Regions from separate parts of the Mus musculus genome. Here region 1 is linked to region 2. A link is a contact called in public Micro-C data. All regions are on one chromosome and are shown on one strand. Each heading gives the region's core, a stretch centred on a gene start, on an enhancer-like site or on the middle of the called end of the contact. The rest is flanking DNA. Distances are from core to core; before and after follow the strand shown.

Region 1 (5,884 bases), core at 2,108-4,607, 140 kb before region 2:
ATCACCAGCTACTCACATCAGGCTGTTCCTCACTATCCTCAAGTCTCCAGTTTTGTCTCTCTTCATGGTGCCCTTCAAGTCTGCATGGTGCCAAACTAGTAGTCATCTCAGCTTAGCTCCCTGTCCAGGCTCTCATTTTGGGTGGTCATCTCGGGCTCACACTCACTGGGACCCATGGTCCTAGGTAAGGCTCTTCTAGTCTCCAGCTCACTCCCTACTCTGGGAGTCTTTCTGGGCCTACATGGCCCAGCTGGTGGCTGTTTCGGGCTCTCTTTTTTTTTCCAGGGCAGGTCGGGCCACATTCAGATGTTCATAGGTCAGAACTTTAGCCATAGCCTCTCTCCTCTCTGCCACCTACTGATATACATGTGACAGCAGCCACACCTGCAGTGCCTCTCAGGGTGGGCAGATGCATGTTTTTATGTTTATTAGTCCATTGATTTCCGTTTCCAAAAGACAGTGTGCTGAGCAGCAGCAGCCACTTCCCTTAGTACTTTCAAGTACTCTGGTTGCCCACAGGCCTGCTCTCTGGCCTGGCCTACCAGTGAGCTGCATCCCTTACACTTGCCTCCATTGGCCTGTAGGTGTCCTTACACCTGTTAGCCCGCTGGGATCTGAGGAATGAGGTGCTCGGTAGCTTTTCCTCTTTCCAGCAGCCACTGCCAGGTCTCAGCTTTTACCTCCTGGAGATGTGGAGATAGGTGCTCAGACATGTAATACCATCTGTAAAAATTAGTCAGTCTCTCCCCCACCCCCGTTGCATGTGTGTGTGTGTATAGGATGGGCTTCCCAGAATTCCCCTGAGAAATGGAGCTCATTTCCTTTGGGAGATGCCCGCCCAGGTCAGGATGCCCTGCTCTAGGCTCTGCAACCCGACCTGAATTGCAGGGATGATTTGTGGGCAGATATCAATTACTGGTACTTTATTGTTAACTTATTATTTCAGACTTCCTTTTGTGTCCCACTGCATTTAATTAGGATTGCAGGAATGAACAGGAATAGGGGTTATTTACTTGAGCAAGGGCAACCTAGCTGTGGCTACACCACTGAGGAATGTGATCCTGCCCGCCCCCTCTCCCCACGCTCCCAGAACCCACCCCCAACCCCCCACCCCGTCCCCAGTGACGATTAACTGTCTCAATCTTTGGGGGAAGTGGGACCTTATGAGTCTTTCCCATCCACGATGACATGTTGATAAACCCAGTCTTCTGCATGTAGCCTCTACTGCTCTGAGTTCATGAGTGTAGTATCCATGCCATGCAGTTATAGGCAGTTTAAAATAAAGTTGTGTTGCAGTCGACTACAGAGACCACAGCTGGCTTGAATGGACAGGGCTGGAGTCTCTGCCTAACTCGTGCATTCACTGGTCTGGGTCCTGCCCACATTGCCCAGGTTTTCCCTGGAGAGGATAAAAATCTGGCTTGTCATTTGGTGCTGTGATCGAGTTGAAAATCTTGTGGTTAGTATAGTTGTGGGTACCTAACTCTGTTAGGTTTAGGGTTCAGGCAGCATTGAAAAAGACACTGATACAGATTACTGGGGAACAATGAGTTTGTTAAAAAGTTATTGATGCTAGGGACAGACAGAAAACAACAGCATGGCAGGTGTCCCTGCAGAGAGAGATATCCATGGGTATGTTGTGCAGATGGGAGTGGCTCTTAGTAAGATCCAGAAGCTGGGCTCTGTGACTCCCAGATAGGAAGCAGGGAAGCGGGTGGGGAGCAGAATGTGTCTGGCAGCAATGCCTGCTTCAGTGTTAGCTCACTTCCCAGGTGAGAGGCCAGCAGGCGCCTGGTTGGTCAGCATCTGTGAAAGGGAGGAGCCTGAAACAGGAACAGCAGCTGTTTTCTGACATTATGCTCTGACTGTAAGCACTTCTTAAAGGTGGCCGGCCACATGCCCTTCATGGCCAGCCATGTTGGCAGTGGTTTTACACACCACACTCTCACCCGTCTCCATCACAACTGTGTGGTAGGTCTGTGCTGTTGCCACTTATAGATGATGAACTCAAACGTCAGAGTCGATGTGAACTTCAAGATCATGGCAGAGAGGGGTCAGGCTGAAATTCAAGTCTGCACTTGATTCTCATTCCACATGTGCCCTTCTAGAAAGCCCTTGCTCAAGATTAAAGGTAGCACTCATTACCTAGACCAATGAAGCAATAGTTTCATGTCTGAGGTGAAAAGGACAATAATTTTCTAATATCTACCCTGGGCTTTGCTCTAAAAACACAGACACTGCCTTTGCCAGGCACTCCAAAGCCTCCAAGGGGAGCCCAGAGAAAACCCTGGCTAACCAGCAAGAGAAAGTTGGCTAGCCAGCATGAGAAAGTAGCTATGCCAAGCCTTTGCATGTTTTAATTTCACTTCTATTGCCATGATAAAACATCCTATCAATGGCAACAAAGGGGAGTATTTGGCTTGTGATCCCAGGTAATACTCCATTATTTCAGGGTAGTCAAGGCAAGAACTCGAGGCAGATGGTCACATCATATCTACAAGTAGAGAAGGAAGACAGACATATTATGTTTCTGTTCAGCTAGCTACCTTTCTCTTACACACCCTAGGACCAAGAGATGGTTACAGCCACATTAAGACAGTCCCCTATAGACATACCCACATGCTAACCTGATCTAAACTACCCTCACTGAGACACTTCCTAAGAGGTGACTGTAGCTAACAGTTAAGACTAACCATCATGACATGTGCAGTTTTTTTGATTTCAGGTCTCTCTCTGCCTCTCAAGGCTCAACAGAGACGACAGGGCCATTGCTGTTCCATGTATTTTTCCTTACCTTTTATTGCATTCTTTTTCTTTGTGTATTTGCTAAGCACCAGACACCATGCTAGACCCAACAGCAATAGGCAGTAAAAGACACATGGCTCCCAAAGACCTCCATGTCTTAAGAGGGAATGCCACATGTTTGGTGATGTGTATGAGCAGAGGGCTGTTGGGGGCACACAGTGGGTCTAGTTCTTGGACAATCAAAAGTGACCATGAGAGAGAGTACTATGGAAGGAAGAGTTTGCATTCTTATTAGGTAAGAAGAAATGGGAACGAGCCAAAGAAGACTTGGCATATGTGAAGGATACCAGTGGCTTGGTGATACAAGAGGGACACTTAACCCTTCTGGTCTTGGAGAGGCTCAGATGATGGTGGCGAGAAGAGGAAGCAAGAGGATGGCAGAGGACCCAGGGAGGAGCTAGAGGGCTGCTCAGAATGTGGGGTGAGAGGCAGGAAGTCAGAGACCTGAGGAACCAGGAAAGTCTTCTAAGAGGAAGTCACTAAGAGCTGCACTTTGAAGAAGAGATTTAGCACGCCTTGGACAAAGAGTGCACTTCCCAAAGAGTAAACCACAAAGGTGGAGGCCCTGGGGCATGAGTGAGCATATCACACTCTAAGGTAGTAGAGGGCATGTAGGGACTAGAGCCTAGCCTGGGGAAGTCCTCAGCTTCCTGTTCAGAGGGGAAACTTTCCATCCTATGGGGACTGAATTAGAAATCCTCTGAGAAAGGCAAGCCCCTTAAATCCAGAAGGCCAACTGTCTCTCACTTTAAAACAGGCAGTGGATCCATGTTTGCATTTCATTTAAATTTCTCCTTAGCACCCTTGGAATCACATTGGTTAGCTCTTCCTCCTACCTTCGCATACCCAGCTATCTCAGGAAAGCTGTAGTTCCTGGCCGAAAAGCCCAGGCTTGGTCCCTTAGTTCTGTAACACATTCATTTATTTCTGATGATGGTATGCCACTCACCACAAACTTAATTTGTTTAAAATAATGAAAATGGCAAATACGTATAATGAAAAAGATCTGTTCAAGCCAGAAGTTCAAGATTGAGGAGCTGGCAAGACCCTGTTCCTTCTACAGCCGCAGGGAGAATTTTTCCTTCCCCGTCCACCTTCCAGGGCCATAGTCAGTCCTCCTAGGCTGCTGTCACCCTCAGTTCAGTCCTCTGTTCATAGACCTCCAGCCTTTCATTACCCATCAGCTGGCTAGGGACCTTCTGCTCCACCCTGATAAAAATCATAGCTAGGTAAGGAGAGGCTTGTCCGGTGCTGATCTGTGGGAGGCTGTGTTTCCTATGGAGCTAGGCAGCAGTGAGCTATGGCAGTGGGTGGAGGAGGCAGTATCAGGTATGTAATATACAGAATATTCAAAAAAATCATCATGTTCTGTTTGAGCTCACTGAGAAGCTGGCTGTGGGGTCGCTAGCCCATCAACTTCAGACCCCTTCACTGGAGATGAGCTGCCCCTCCCCCCCAAGCATGTGACAGGGAGGAGAGAACAACAAAAGACAAGACATGTGCTCTTGGGAAGAAAAGTGTAAGAACCATAGGACCAGGAATCTGCTGTAGATTGTACCCTACAAATGACACGGACGCTTCACCCATGATATCTCAACCATGTGGCTGCTTAAGCAAGATCTGAACAAGGCCAACACTAACTGACATCTTAAAGTGGAAGGGGAAATCGTATGGGGCTCTAACCCTAGACAGGTGTAGGAGAATTAGTTTTCCACGGTGTAGGAGAATTAGTTTTCCCCGGAGACAAGCCCCCTAATTGGTTATCAAATACTAATTGATCAGTCTCGAAATCATATACATATAGCAACACTAAATGAACTCAGTAGGTTGTGTTTATCTATTTATACATGTATATACCTCGTGTGTGTGTGTGTGTGTGTGTGTGTGTGTGCGCGCGCGTGCGTGCGTGCATGTGTGTACACATACAGAGAAAAGCCATGGATTTGAGATGGGTGAGGTTGGAGGCTCATGGAAGGCATTAAAAGGAAGAAATGATGTACTTATATTTTAACTTAAAGAATTCGATTAAAAAAAAACAGACTTTGTACTGATATATGTATGAACTCATGGAGCCTGTGGCAACATACTTAGGGCCTGCACAGGTCTAAGCCAGATGGGTCCCAGCACGGGGAGGGGAAGCAGACACAAGTCCTCACTCATCAACTACCCGGAAGTTATCTGCACTTGTTCTCCAGGGGAGACTTACCAGGTGTGCAAACCACACTTAAGCACACTTACAGGCAGACAGTCAATGGACATCACAAAAATGAACTCAATGGCATTTTGGGAGATTTTTTTTTTTAATCTCATAATGCTTTGTCTAGGCTTTTTATTTTTTTAAAAAAAACTTTTCAAGTGTCTTGCTTACATATATATTATGGTTTCTGGATTTGCGTTTTTATGGTATGTCTGTGTGCGTTGTGTATGTCTCTATACCTGCATGCGTTTCTTGTACTTTTTCTTTGCCTCAATTTTCCCCCTGTTTGTTTTGTCCTATTCTGGCCTGATTATTTTACCTTTTACCTTACCTTATTTATTTTTTTAAAATTATTTTCAGGTACCTGTTTGTTTTCTCATGAAAGAGAGGAAAAAAAAAGTATGTGGATTTGGATGGGTGGAGAGGTGGAGAGGATCTGGGAGGAGTTTGGGAGGGCAAACCATAATCAGAATATATTGTATGAAATCATACATTTCCAATAATTTTAAAAAGAAATGAACAAAACTGTTTTGCCCTTGAAAACACCTAGAAGACACACCACCTCCAACACAAGTCTCTGTTGTTTATCCTGTGATAGAAAAATGAGAACAGTGGGAGAGACAAGCAGTCATGGGAATCCCATATAAATGCTGCCGTTTGTGTGTGGCAATCACAGTCTTTCCTCTTCAGTCCCAGCCACAACAGGCTCACTGTTAGGCAGCCAAGGAAATGCCCCCCCCACCCCAAGAAGAAATGATTATTGTGTCACTAGAGTTCAGCAAGGCTCATAATAGCAAAACATCCAGTATAAAGTGTCCACTTCCAAGTGGAAGTGGCTGAGGCTGGGAGCTGTGCAGTCAGCCACCTTCCTTTGCAGTTCTC
Region 2 (5,389 bases), core at 523-3,022:
AGCCTCTGTTGTATTGGCTTCGTTTCACATGCATGCCTTTCCCCAGACCTTCTTGAATAGAAGGAGACCATCCCAACCTCCCCCTATATACAGTAAAAAGAGAGAGGCCCAGGAAGCCATTCAAGTTTATACTGTGACTTTAACATGGGGAAGTAATGATTTACCAATGGGACTATGTATCATTTTGCTTTTAAGAAGTGAATGGGGCCTGTGAGATAACTCATCGTGTAAAGGCGCCTGCCGCCAAAGCTGAGGACCTGGGTGAAATCCCTGGGCCCTATATGGTAGCAAGAGAGAACTGACTCTCGGGAGTTGTCCACATACATGGCTTTGCATGCGGTTACGCACTTGGATGTGTGCGCATGCACACACACACACAGTACTAAAGAGGAGACTGTCATGTGGAGTGTGGTGCAGTAGGAATGGCTTAGAAGTTAAGAGAATGCATTGCTCTTGCTGAGGACCTGAGTTGGTGTCTGAGCACCCATGCTGGGCAGCTCACAACTGTCTGTAATTCCAACTTTAGAAGATCTAGTGCCCACTTTGGTCACCCACACTCACATGTGTATGTAAATTTAAATGTGTATGTATGCATTTAAAATAATTAAAAAAGACTTTTAAAAAGCAACAAAAATAAAGAGAACATCAGAATGGAGTGAGATGCTGAGGAAAGAGGAAGATGATGCTTAGAGAGCTGCCAACGGAAGAGAAAGAGGAGGAGCCTGGTGCTCTCTGTCCTGTGGGCACTGGGCCTTCCAGAGCTGTGCATTACTCGGCTTTCTGTCACTACATTGAAAGGTTGGCTTTTGTCTCACAGATGTCAGTGTTCCAGTACATGAGATGATTGCCCTTTGCTTTGAGCCAGGATTATATTATGGTAGGATTGATTATTAAAGAACAAATCTACTCACCTTATGACCAGGAAGCTGGGGGGTGGGGGGGAAGAAGAGGAGGAAGAGGAGAAGGAGAAATGAGGAGCCCTGTAATCCCTTTCAGAGGGGCCCTCAATAACCTGAAGACCTCCCACCAGCACCACCTTGGGAACCAAGCCATTAACATGGCTCAGGAAGACTTTATGATCTAAAGTGTGGCAGGCTGTTTTTGAGGCACTCCATCAAGGTTGAAGAACTCCAGCATTCATATAAAGAATGCCAGCATTCTGGAGTAGAACTCTCACATCAAATATACCAGAATGGCAAACCCAGCCTTGCCCTCCTCACCCACATGTGTGTAAATCTGTGTACTTTTGAAATCAAAGATGAAATGGTTGTTATTGAACAGTTAGCCCTGACAAATAAAGGCACTCAGGTGGTGTAAGAAGCTAAGACCATAGTTCAACGGAATGCCAACTCCCTGGAGTTCAGAAACCTCTGACCTTCAGGCAGACAATCTCCTGACTCAGGAGGGTTTTGTAGAGGTTTTTAGGACTGACCTAAGGATGTCCTGTTGTCAGGGAAGACAGATGGGAAGGACATGTCTAACCCTGGGCTGGGGCTGTCCCGTAAATATCACAGATAAACATTGCCACCAGGGACCTTAGGAAAAGGAAGAGGGACAGCTGCTTTCAGTCAGATAGTGACAGGTACTTGAGAGAAACTAGAAATGGATATATTTACAGGAAAAACAAAACTTAACTTTGTGCCTTTAATGCAGACATCGGAGTTTCCAGCAGATGGAGATGTTCCCACATGAAAGAGACCGTTTACAGGTACCACTGCCCCAGACTTCCTGCTCCTTAGGACTGGATCACTCAGTCCTTGGGAGAGGCAGAGAGGACTTTGTAAAATGTCGGCTTCCTAGCTTTAAATCAGTTAGGTTTTCTATGGAGAACTTCAGGGAGACCAGGGCTTCTCTGAGAGTTGGCGTTTGAAAGGATAAAAGCCTTAGCTCACTCTTTCCTTGTTTGAGGTGGATTTGGCCCCTTGTCTTTTGTTTCTTAAGCCCTGTGTGTGTTTTTGTGTGTTTGTGTGTGTGTGTGTGTGTGTATTTGCATCATAGTACTGGATGCTTTAGGAGTCAAGTTTGCAAGCTTTAAGGTTTTGTTGTCTTTCTTTTTCTTCTTAGTTCTCTACTCTTCTGTCTGCAGGCCTAGGGTCAAGTTGTTTCCAGAGGCTGCCTGTATTCTGTTTGGGGGCCTTTGAAGGCTTGGTCAGGGCGCTTTTGCCTCAGGTTGGAAGAGCTGAAAGGCTGAGCTGGGAGAGAGCAATGAGGCTCACCTCATTAACATTTAAAACAACAACAACAAGGGCCGCCCTACTGCAGAAGGGGGGGGGGGGGATGATGATCGTGGGACTTTGTTGTCTGGGCGACCACGGGGTTAGGGAAACATTCTCAGATCTGCTGTAGGCTCCCTGGTTTGATGCTTTTTCTCGCTACAAATCATATGGCCCAACAGAGGGCTTCCATGAGGTGACAGTGTGGCTGCAAGCTTAAAAGGGATCGTTTTCATAACTTGTTTTTTCTTCCTTGGTCGTTTTCCTAATGGTTCAATACAGAAGATCTCAGATTGTATTTTGCTTCCTTTTTCGGATGATGAAGGGAAACGCTCTCAGATTTTAGGGTAAAGATAAATTCCAGGAGGAGGGTGAGTGGGTCACTGGGGGTGCACTACGCCACCTAGTGTCTGCTTCACTTTTCCCAAAGCATTGCATCAGTTATACAAAGCTACCGCTTTCATACTGAGCTCAATATGTTCATATAATTTGTAAAAAGAAATAAGGATTGGGGAGATGGTGTTGTGTTTTATAAAACCATGGTGCAATGTGGTGGGGTGGGGGGAGTCTGGGTGGGCCTGTGCCTAGGTGTCTACCTAAACAATCAGCCAGATATAAAAGGAAGTTTATTGGGAGAAGGGAAGGAGACGTGGGAAAGGGGGTAGAGGCAGAGAAAGAACAACAAAGGAGAGAGGGAGAGAGAGAGAGAATATGAATGAGAATGTGGTAACTAGTGGTCTTATGATGCCTGGATCCTGGCTCATGAAGCGACCTGATGCTAGGTTGCTGTTGGGTGGAGGCAGAAAAATTGCCAACAGATAGCACAGTCACAAAGTATTCAACCTGAAAACGTGAAGATGTGAGTTTGATTCCTGGAACCACATTTTTTAAAAATGTGGGAGGAGGAGCAGCAGCAGCAACAGCAGCTGCTAGGTTTGGTGGCTGTGTACTTAGAATCCCAATGCTAGGGGTGTGAAGACATTTGTATCTTTGGGCTCACTGAATAGCTGGCCAGCCTACTCATCAACCTCCGGTCAGTGAGAGACCTTGCCTGAAAAACAAAAGTGGACAAGACCTGTCGTAGGGCTTCTGTTGCTGTGATGCAACACCATGAGCAAAACGCAAGCTGAGGAGGAAATTGATTTATTTGGTTTACACTTCTACAGCACTGTTCATCAGTGAAGGAAGTCAGGACAGGAACTCAAACAGGACAGGATCCCGGAGGCAAGCATTGATCCAGAGACCATGGAGTATACTGCTTCCTGGCTTGCTCCCTTAGGCTTGCTCAGCCTTCTTTCTTATAGAACTCTGGACACCAGCCCAGGGATAGCACCACCCACAATGGGCTGGGTCCTCCCCCTATCAATCATTAATTAAGAAAATGCTTTACAGTTGGATCTCGTGGAGGCATTTTTCTCAATCGAGGCTCCTTCCTCTCTGAGGACTCTAACTTGTGCCAAGTTGACACACAAACCCATCTAGTATAACACCTGAGGAATGCTACCTAGGATGTGCTCTGCCCTCCATGGACATTCGCCCCCACATACACAGGTAAACGATTCTGTCTGCTACTATAGAAGATTGCCAGCCAAGAGAGAGTTCCCTGGGTAGTTCAAGGTCGACTTCTCTGTCTCCTATGTACAAATGAGAGGTGTCTTCAACAATAGGGTACTACTACCTGGTTTTTATCTGTAACCAAGAACAACGGCAGTAGCTTATGTTGTTATCTGCACAAGACCTGCAAAGGATCAAGCCAATCAAAATTCCAGCATGCAGGGTGGGATAGATCTACAAAGCTTCATGCTTGGCCGAGGAGTTACTGGTGTTTGATAGATCCTAAGAGAGGGAGCAAGTCGTCATTCTTATGGTGATGTGGCCATGGGAAACGTCTCTCAGTAGATGGTCTCACACCCATGGATAATGGGTACCACCAATTAGACGAAAAAAAGGGTGGAGAATAAAGTTGGGATGAGGGCACTGGGTGGATGGAGTTGAAGGGAGGTAATGGTGGAGGGATGTGCTCAAATGCACTTATAAATGTATTCAATTTTCAAAGAATAAATAAACTGTTTAAAAACAAATCTATTGTGTTAATTTTTAGTGTATACAACAAAGGCTTAGGGGTGATGGTGAGAGTCATGGACTCTCAAGCATGTAGCTCAGTTCCCTGGTGAGCAGATTATTAGAAGCATCTCCCTTGCCAGCCATGACCCCTCTTCCACCTTCCTCTTGGTTCAAGCAGAGGTCACCTCTCCTCAAGCCAGGAACCCTCTAGCTACAGTCCAGCCAGGAATAGCTGGACTTTCCTTTGATCTGGCTTTTTCCCTCCACTATTTAATCTCTCCAGGGAGAGGCAGACACATTTGTTTCTTGGCCATCAACAGTTAAGGGCTTCTTCAGTTTCCATGCGTGCACAGAATACAAATCAAAACAGCACTCTGGAGGTTCCATATCCTCTGTGGAACCTGAGACTCTGCGTGCACTCTACCTTGCTGTACACAAAACATTCCTTGGATTTGTCTGGCAAGAGGCGATCAATTTGAGTTTTGAATACTCTAAGGGCTTCTTAGATTCCTTCAGGCAAGCTGCTGAATTCTCTCCTCTTTCCTTCCCATGATTCATTGGTTTGGCCAGCAAAGCTACAGAGACCCACCATGTACCAGTATAGTGTAAGAGAGAGTACAGTCAGGTGGAGTCATGATGTACACCTCAGGAATGGCACACACAGTCCGTTTTACACTCGCCTCATTGATTTTGGGTCAGTAACGTCACCTTGGTTTCCAAAAGCTGGCTGGTATTTCCATCTACCAGAACACATTCCTTTCTGGAAGGTTTTGGGTTTTTCAGACTCTTATTCTATTCGCCCAGCTTCAGATGGAGAGGGGAGAACCCTGTAGGGTGGAATAGGCTGCACCTTCAATTCTTACATCTGGCCAGTGGTGTTATGTACTCCAGTGCTCATTAGGTACTTTGGGGGTATGTATGGAGAAGGAGTGTACAGCTTTTAGAGCAGTGGTTCCCAACCTGTGGGGCATGACCCCTTTGAGGGTCAAATGATCCTTTCATAGGGGTCACATACCAGATATCCTGCATATCAGATATTTACATTATGTTTCCTAACAGTAGCAAAATTACAGTTATGAAGTAGCAGCAAAATAATTTTTTGGTTATGGGTT

What was found. A called contact is a pair of places that touch in the nucleus more often than the background predicts.
Region 1: a contact with region 2 is called in a Micro-C map of the G1E-ER4 cell line, with 3 times the contacts expected there. The contact joins two enhancer-like sites. A contact is called at or near these places in 1 of 39 promoter capture datasets (liver) and 8 of 484 Hi-C or Micro-C datasets (the G1E-ER4 cell line, embryonic stem cells, muscle stem cells and 2 more).

The regions. Positions count from the first base shown.
Region 1 is chr9:60,414,389-60,420,272 of GRCm38.p6, reverse strand. All of the region lies in intron 4 of Thsd4 (thrombospondin, type I, domain containing 4), which reads left to right. It also overlaps the pseudogene Gm22099. Among named protein-coding and RNA genes, the nearest start is that of 2010001M07Rik, 83 kb to the right of the region's middle. Within about 2 kb of position 3,357, at least 4 of the 459 cell types and tissues checked have an H3K27ac peak or open chromatin away from gene starts, as enhancers often do. A contact at or near this core is called in the G1E-ER4 cell line, where this site is marked.
Region 2 is chr9:60,272,839-60,278,227 of GRCm38.p6, reverse strand. All of the region lies in intron 6 of Thsd4 (thrombospondin, type I, domain containing 4), which reads left to right. Among named protein-coding and RNA genes, the nearest start is that of 2010001M07Rik, 59 kb to the left of the region's middle. Within about 2 kb of position 1,772, at least 23 of the 459 cell types and tissues checked have an H3K27ac peak or open chromatin away from gene starts, as enhancers often do. A contact at or near this core is called in the G1E-ER4 cell line, where this site is marked.